Linked DNA regions of Drosophila melanogaster: region 2 is linked to region 1. The links are chromatin contacts, called in public HiChIP or PLAC-seq maps. All regions are on one chromosome and are shown on one strand. The core of a region is the stretch at or near the end of the contact, and the rest is flanking DNA. Distances in the headings are between cores, read along the strand shown.

Evidence for each region. HiChIP or PLAC-seq counts read pairs in DNA pulled down with a chosen protein or histone mark.
Region 2: a POLR2A S2P HiChIP or PLAC-seq map of the Kc167 cell line shows a contact between it and region 1, with 2.7 times the contacts expected there. The contact joins the promoter of DnaJ-1 here to the promoter of mthl2 in region 1. A contact is called at or near these places in 28 of 107 Hi-C or Micro-C datasets (the Clone 8 cell line, the D17-c3 cell line, the Kc167 cell line and 14 more) and 3 of 6 datasets of contacts at active chromatin or transcription factors (all in the Kc167 cell line).

What each region holds. Positions count from the first base shown.
Region 1 is chr3L:5,602,089-5,606,207 of dm6, reverse strand. It overlaps mthl2 (methuselah-like 2), which reads right to left and starts at 1,418. Exons shown (of 7, transcript NM_176284.3): 1 at 802-1,418; 2 at 585-738; 3 at 346-522; 4 at 34-285. The coding sequence starts at 1,314. TM9SF3 (Transmembrane 9 superfamily protein member 3) reads left to right here and starts at 2,229. Exons shown (of 4, transcript NM_139722.4): 1 at 2,229-2,520; 2 at 2,579-3,136; 3 at 3,254-4,119. The coding sequence starts at 2,410.
Region 2 is chr3L:5,750,283-5,754,485 of dm6, reverse strand. It overlaps DnaJ-1 (DnaJ-like-1), which reads left to right and starts at 2,297. Exons shown (of 1, transcript NM_168128.3): 1 at 2,297-4,203. The coding sequence starts at 2,893. The coding sequence ends at 3,897. It overlaps Usp47 (Ubiquitin specific protease 47), which reads right to left and starts at 1,513. Exons shown (of 12, transcript NM_206279.4): 1 at 1,252-1,513.

The sequences.
Region 1 (4,119 bases), core at 169-2,668:
GGTACCACAAGCCGGATACAAAACAGAACCCACTATAGATCCAGCAATGCCCTTCGTCGCCCACGCGAGGCTGCCACTCCTCGTTGTTCACAACGTTATCAGCCAGATAGGTGACTCCGGTCAAGGCCAAAGGCATTGCCCAGGCGAAGCAGCTGTATAGCAGAAACGCACGTTCTGACCGAATGTTCATCGAGGCACAGGGATTGGTAAGACATTTCCAATAGTGCCGACTGATGATAGATAGCCAAAAGAACGCAGCCATGACGAAAAAGTATCCCAAGAAACCTGTCGTAAATGGTCAATGGTTTGTCAAGTTGTGTTGAAATGCATCCCCTCTAAGCTAACCTGCTGCTTTACAGAAATCGAGCGATAACTCCCACAGATCAAGGAGTAGGAACAGGTATCCGAAAAATAGGCACATCATGTAACAGATGAAACACTTGCCCTCCAAATTCATTAGCTTCTTAACGCACAGGTACACGGCGATGGTAAGAACCAAGCATATCAACGATGTGATCATCACTATGGAAATAGGAAAGATATAGAACTGGGAGCTACCATGCAAGCAATGGGCATCATCTTACCAACGGTCTGTCCCGTTCTGGATGGCAGTATCAAGCAGTTGTGGGGTATAATGCGAATGGAGTTGTTGTTACCTTCGCCGAATGTTCGGTGCTGCAGACAGTACTCCGACTTGTCCAAATACACTTGATCGTAGTGGCGCAGCAATCTTCCATTCTGCAGAGAGCCAAAGCATAAATAAATCCTGCCCAAAAATGCTTATTTTTCGAGCAGCCATACCTCGAACAAGGTGTACTCATCCATTATATCCCGGTTGTCTAGGTAAAACATATCATCGCAGGGCTTTGGCAGATCCCACTGCACCATGAGCTCCTTCTTATAGTGCCTTTGCACCACTGATCCGTCGTCCAGGGTCACATTTAGCATGGGGTCCAGTAATTCGTTCTCCTCCGTCGTCATGTTGGCGTAGCATTCGCCCATATCCATTATGTGGTCATGTGGGCAGCAAAACCTGACGCAAGTCCTTAGCTTGCACACACATCCTCTCACGTGACTTGGCACCTGCTCCTTATCTCCATTCGCCAGAAGCTTGAATTCATACTTGGCCGTCAAATGGGCGGGAATAAGTAATCCCTCGTAGAGGTATGATCCATTCGAGAGCCTCTGGCCTTCCGAGATATCAACGGTATCATAGAAACTGCAGTCGGCAATCTCAGCACTCGAAGATTGCAGATTCAGCAAGAAATATATTAGGATCGATGCAGAAAGTAACATTTTTGAACTAGCAATCATATAGTTAGCTGGACATTCTTTAAATATTACTTAAATAAATAAGAATGTAGTGGTACTACAAAATAGCAGCGACTTCACTTTGCGGATGCTGTTTTACGATTGGCACAAACTAACTGGGAAAGCGTTATGAAAAGGGAATGTAAAAATTATTATTTTGATAAAAAAGGCTTATCGGACATTCCAATTCGTTGCTCATTTCTGAGCCATCTTTTTTTCCTACTGAGCGAGGGTTGATAAATTATGTATAAAACTTAAATTATGTATGTATTATTCAAGCAACTGCTTAGGTAAACTATTCTTTTTCTTTTATTCTTTTTTTTTTACATATTAACAATAGTATTACATAAGCTTATTTATATAAATAAATCATTTAAAAAACACAATTTTTAACTTTTCAAAAGTAATGCAGCTTATCAGTTTTCTGTAGCATAAAATAAAATATAAATGGAATTTTAAGTATTTGGTACTGACTGTAGGTTCCTTAAAAACTATTTGTGAGATACATTCGAATAGCCCGCCAAGGTGATTCCGCTATGCGATAGTTGGTATTTTTGTAACGTTTTTCCCATCGATACGTTCCCAGTCACGTTTTCGTTGGCATTAGAAGTGGAGAAACATCGATGTTGGCGAACATCCATGTTTTCGATGTCTTTGGCAAAAAACAAATAAATTGATCTTTAAAAAAAAAACTTACATTTCAGATATTTATCCATGTCTTCCAAGACACCAGCCTACACCACCGGCGAGTCACAATAAATATGCAATATGCTATTAATAATTGTATTAGAAAATATGGAAATTAATTTAGACTTACAATTTACACACTTTGCTGTTTCTATGCGCTGAAAACATCGACGATTCCTCGAAAAACATCGACGTTTTTGATTTTTCGAAAACATCGATGACATCGATGTTGGCATCGATGTTTCTCCACCTCTAAGATACAACCCTAAAATATTTCTGCTGTCGGCAAATCTGAGTGTTTGCCACAAAACTGTTTGAAAACGCAATCCCAGCGAGGGCAACCGAATCAGGCCGGCAGAGCGAGGTCACCAGGAAGACGCGCAAACGAGGTCACCACCTGCACAAGACACAATGGGCAGCAGCGCCACGCAAACCACGGTGCCGTTCCGTGCAATTTGTTTATGTCTGCTGATCGCCAGCTGCTACGTGTCGCTCTCCCAGGCAGATGAGCACAATCACAAGGTGAGTCCGGATGCCACATCCCTCGAGCACCGAATACATGATCCACTTTGCCACGCAGTACAATGACCGGGAGGAGGTGGTACTGTGGATGAACACGGTGGGCCCGTACCACAATCGGCAGGAGACGTACGCGTACTTCTCTCTCCCCTTTTGCAGTGGCCAGAAGTCCTCGATATCGCACTACCACGAGACGCTGAGCGAGGCGCTGCAAGGAGTCGAGCTAGAGTTCAGTGGCTACGAGATGGAGTTCAAGAGCGACGCCCCCAAATCGGTCATCTGCATGGTCACCTTGCAGGAGGAGAGCGCCAAGGCATTCACCTATGCCGTGAAGAACGAGTACTGGTACCAGATGTACATCGATGGACTGCCCATTTGGGGAAAAGTCGGTGAGCGCGACGAGCGCGATGGCAAGTACTATATCTTCACGCACAAGAAGTTCGACATCGGCTACAATGGCCAGCAAATCGTGGATATCACCCTGACCACCGAGGGCCGCGAGGAACTCAAGCCGGGATCCCACATCAACTTCTCCTACGAGGTCAACTGGAAGCCCAGCAAGGTGGAGTTCAAGAATCGATTCGACAAGTACCTGGATCCCAACTTCTTCCAGCACAGGGTGCGTATAGTTCAACTAGTTTTACTCCACAACTTTCAAATGAATCATATTCTATATAAATAGCAAGAGGAAAAGGTCAAAGTTTGATGACATCATCTTTTCTTTAATCTTTTCTAGATCCACTGGTTCAGCATCTTCAACAGCTTCATGATGGTCATCTTCCTGGTGGGTCTGGTGTCCATGATTCTGATGCGAACTCTGCGCAAGGATTATGCTCGGTACAGTAAGGACGAGGAAATCGACGACATGGAGCGAGATCTTGGTGATGAATACGGCTGGAAGCAGGTGCATGGCGATGTCTTCCGTTCTCCGCCCAACACACTGCTCTTCTCGGCGTTGGTGGGCGCTGGATACCAACTGATTTCGGTTGTATTCTGTGTGATCATGTTCGCCATAGTTGGTGAATTGTACACGGAACGCGGCTCCATGCTGTCCACGGCTATATTTGTGTATGCCGCCACCTCACCAATCAATGGATACTTTGGAGGATCGCTCTATGCCCGCCTGGGTGGACGCATGTGGATCCGACAGATGCTGGTGTCCGCTTTTACAGTTCCAGTGGCTGTGTGCGGCACGGCTTTCCTGATCAACTTCATTGCCATTGGATATCACGCGTCGAGAGCCATTCCCTTCGGTACCATGGTGGCGGTCACTTGCATCTGCCTGTTTGTCATCCTGCCCTTGACTCTGGTGGGTACTGTCGTGGGCCGCAATCTGGACGGCCAACCAGACTTTCCATGCCGCGTCAACGCGGTGCCACGACCCATTCCCGAAAAGAAGTGGTACATGGAGCCACTGATTATTGTGCTTCTTGGCGGTGTCTTGCCCTTTGGATCCATCTTCATTGAGATGTACTTCATCTTCACCTCCTTCTGGGCGTACAAGATCTACTACGTCTACGGCTTCATGTTGCTGGTTTTCAGCATCCTGACTGTGGTCACCGTGTGCGTCACCATCGTGTGCACCTACTTCCTGCTAAATGC
Region 2 (4,203 bases), core at 1,048-3,547, 150 kb before region 1:
CAAAAACCATGAGATGTCTGAGATATGACTGCTGAGTGCCGGAAATTGTAGGATTCTCGATTCCCGATCATATAATGCATTCTCGAACAGAAAATCTCCATTACGAAATGCTTTCTATTCTTAGGCGTCGCACAACTTTAATTGGAGCTTCCAATGTTGTGTGAATAAGTGTGTATATATCCGTGGTCTATATATGCAACGGATTTTGGTGAGTTTTACCGTCTGTGTCGGAACTGAGTGTGCCGAAATCTTTCCGAACTAGAAGACCGCACCGTCAACGCACGGCATAGTTCACGCGTGTACTGGCCGCTTAGGATGCCGATGCCGATTCCGATTGCGATCCGAAGATACACCACCCGATCTGGCGCCCGATCTTTGGCGAAGCGAGCTACGTGTTAAGTTCTCGGCGTGATGTACTATAACAATGAGAAACAGTTTACTTATCTGGCTTACACTTCAATAGGAAAACAATACTTTTATATAGCTTCTATAACTTCGGGGTGCGATAAGAACATGAATACAGATACACGGATTGCAACAGTACCCAAGCCACTTGTTTTAAACAAATAACAGGATAATGGGGAGTAATGTAAGCTATTGACTGGGTTACAATCAGGGGTCTGATAACAATCAAACATTGTCCAGTTGCCTTTTGCGAATATCAATGACCACTCACGAGTTGCAACTGATAACGATTATCGCCGCACAATGCAGTGGGTGGGTATTTCACTGGGGGGAACTTTTGGGTCCCTAGAACCCAGACGGATTACTCAATGAATATAGGCGATATGTTTGGGTTTACAGCGAAAGTGCTATTAATGTCGACCGTATGCTCTCTTCGATGTGCCAGCTCTCTATTTGCGGGAATGAATGACTATTTTTATGGGTCTGCCGTCGCTGCTACAATGCTGCATTGCTGCAGTGGGACATCCTTTGAACAGGCGCCATGCCAAAGGATATTCTTTGTGGAAGGGGGGGGGGGGGCAAGGGTTAAGGGTCACATTCGTTTGCGCAATACTTCCAGCGATGGGGCGGTGAACGGTGGGCGGGGCGATCGGTCAAGGCTTCGACTGTGGAACGTGACACGCATATGTCGGCCGGAGTTTGGCCCAAAAAGTGGCCCCAATGGTTGTCCTTCGCGCTGGCAATTAGTCCCTAGCAAGGCGCGTCCATATTTTGCAAAAATTCGTGGGGCGCCTTGTTTTCTTCTCTCTGTATGTGTGCATGTGTGTGTACCTCCGTCTCACTCACCTCAAGTGTGTGTGTGTGTATGAAAATACTGCGGTATACGGCTGCGTTTGTGTGTGAGTGTGGGTTTCGGCTCTACTCTCCCGATGATCCTGCTCCTCCGGTCCTAATCCCGGCCTGCTCGGCTGCTCCTGCGTCCTGACTGCGCTAGAAATTCGCTTAAAACGAGCCTCGACGGGTCATTTTTACAATTGTTTTTTGTTGTTCCGTTCGGCTGTTTTACCAGACGTGCTCGTTCCGGTGTGACTGCCCGCCGCTGACTGTAAAATACTAAACGCATTGCAGCTGTGGCAATGCCCAAGTCTTGGTCTTACGGTCACACTGGCAAAGTTTAAAAATTTATTTATTTCAACTTTCAGTTACTTTTCGTTGGCTTGAATATTACACTAAGAATTCAATTTGACACTTGCAATTTATACATTGTATATTATAATATATTATATGTATTATATTTTATATCATATAAAGATATTTATATCTATTGATCTTTTGATTATAAGCTCTTTGGTTGAACAATATAAGTGCAACTTTCTCCATCACCTTCCTATCTTTTTACAATATGCTTACCTCGTCAATACGTTTTTTCTATTTCAAATATTTCAATATTTCAAAGAAATATTTTGTTTATTTTTCTGTGTGTTTTTAAGCAATCTGACCCCTGTAGAAGAATCCCTTATAATATTAACAAATGTATCCTCAAAATAGATCGATCTCTATCTTCGCAGACTTACACGAAACATTCCAGAACCGATAGTTTTATGCGATATATGAGATTTAAGGAGTACTTTCCGCATTTCGCCATCACAGTCACGCTTTCCTTGGCATTTGCAATCAAATAAGCGCTAATAATAATCGTAAAAGCATAAGAAGCATATAAAGAAGAGTCACCGCCAAAAGCATGCACAAATATATATAAATGGGGAGCGATTTAAAAACAGTGCACTGTGTTTAAAACATCGACAGCTATCGGTTAGCATATCGATATTGACATTCGCAGTCAAACGTTTTCGAGATACAACCCTAAAATCCGAGAAGCATCCAGAAATTTCGACGTAGACGAGGGCGAACCTATAAAATGAGGTTGACGCACGAATCCCGCTCATTATTAAACAAAATTTTGAAGAGAAAGAAACTCTGAAGTAGGGTGTGTTTTTAGTGCGCAAGCCACATTTGGTGGATAAAGAAAAAAGCGAAGAAGAACAATTGAATTGAATCAATTGCGAGAAAGAGACAAAACTCATAAATATTTAAAGAACATTGCCCCGTGAAAATATAAATAGTGTGAATACACAGTGAACAATACCAACAATTGCACTTTGCCATTGCATTTTGCACTTTTCCACTTGGATTTTTGAACTTTTACGGATTCCCAGACAATCGCTTACATTTAAGGTAAGCTTCGTTGGACATATTGCCACATGTGGGCGCATCGATTTGATCTGCTGAAAGAAGCACATCGGGAGCGGAGCTCTCGTTGATGGTGACTACATACGTCACTCGCGTGACAACACGGCAGTTGCACAACTGTGCTGTTCTGTGCTTCTAGCACTTTCCATCGCCCCAACCCAGCAAGCTGGCAATCAGTATTCATTCTAATCTATAGCGTTCGTTCGTTTGTGTTTCCCCTATATTTTCAGCTGAGAGATGGGCAAAGACTTCTACAAGATTCTGGGCCTCGAGCGCAAGGCCAGCGACGATGAGATCAAGAAGGCCTACCGCAAACTGGCACTCAAATACCATCCCGACAAGAACAAGAGCCCACAGGCGGAGGAGCGCTTCAAGGAGATCGCCGAGGCGTACGAGGTGCTGTCGGACAAAAAGAAGCGCGACATCTTCGACAATTACGGTGAGGATGGATTGAAGGGCGGACAGCCGGGACCAGATGGCGGCGGTCAGCCGGGAGCGTACACTTACCAGTTCCACGGCGATCCGAGGGCCACATTTGCCCAGTTCTTTGGATCGTCGGATCCGTTTGGCGCGTTCTTTACCGGCGGCGATAACATGTTTAGTGGCGGTCAGGGCGGCAATACCAACGAGATCTTCTGGAACATTGGCGGCGACGATATGTTTGCCTTTAATGCCCAGGCACCCAGTCGCAAGCGCCAGCAGGATCCGCCCATCGAGCATGATCTGTTCGTGTCGCTGGAGGAAGTGGACAAGGGATGCATCAAGAAGATGAAAATCTCACGCATGGCCACCGGAAGCAATGGGCCGTACAAGGAGGAGAAGGTGCTGAGGATCACAGTGAAGCCGGGCTGGAAGGCCGGTACCAAGATTACCTTCCCCCAAGAGGGTGATTCGGCGCCAAACAAGACGCCAGCTGACATCGTCTTCATCATTCGCGACAAACCGCATTCGCTGTTCAAACGCGAGGGAATCGATCTAAAGTATACAGCCCAGATCAGTCTGAAGCAGGCCTTGTGCGGAGCACTGGTTAGTGTGCCCACGCTGCAGGGCAGCAGGATACAGGTGAATCCGAACCACGAGATCATCAAGCCCACCACAACGCGCCGGATCAACGGACTGGGTCTGCCGGTGCCCAAGGAGCCATCGAGGCGCGGCGATCTGATCGTCTCCTTCGACATTAAGTTTCCCGACACACTGGCACCCAGTCTGCAGAATCAGCTGTCCGAGCTGCTGCCCAACTAGGCTAGAGCTGTGCCAGCCACACACACACACACACACACGCATATAATTGTTATCACTTTAGTTAAGGCCTATATTTAATTTACCGTACGTACTCGTAAGACAACTTAGCCTAACCAATTGTAGCCCTAAGCTAGTGAGTGTGCCAAGCGAAGAGCTGTAGATATTGGCCGAGGATGCAAGCGCTGGATAGGATTAGGAAAGAGAACAACACACACACACACACACACATAAAGCAGCCCGTGTAGCCCGTTTCGTGTTGGAGACTGATCGATTATTAGCTATTTAGCATTACACAAATTCCATAAG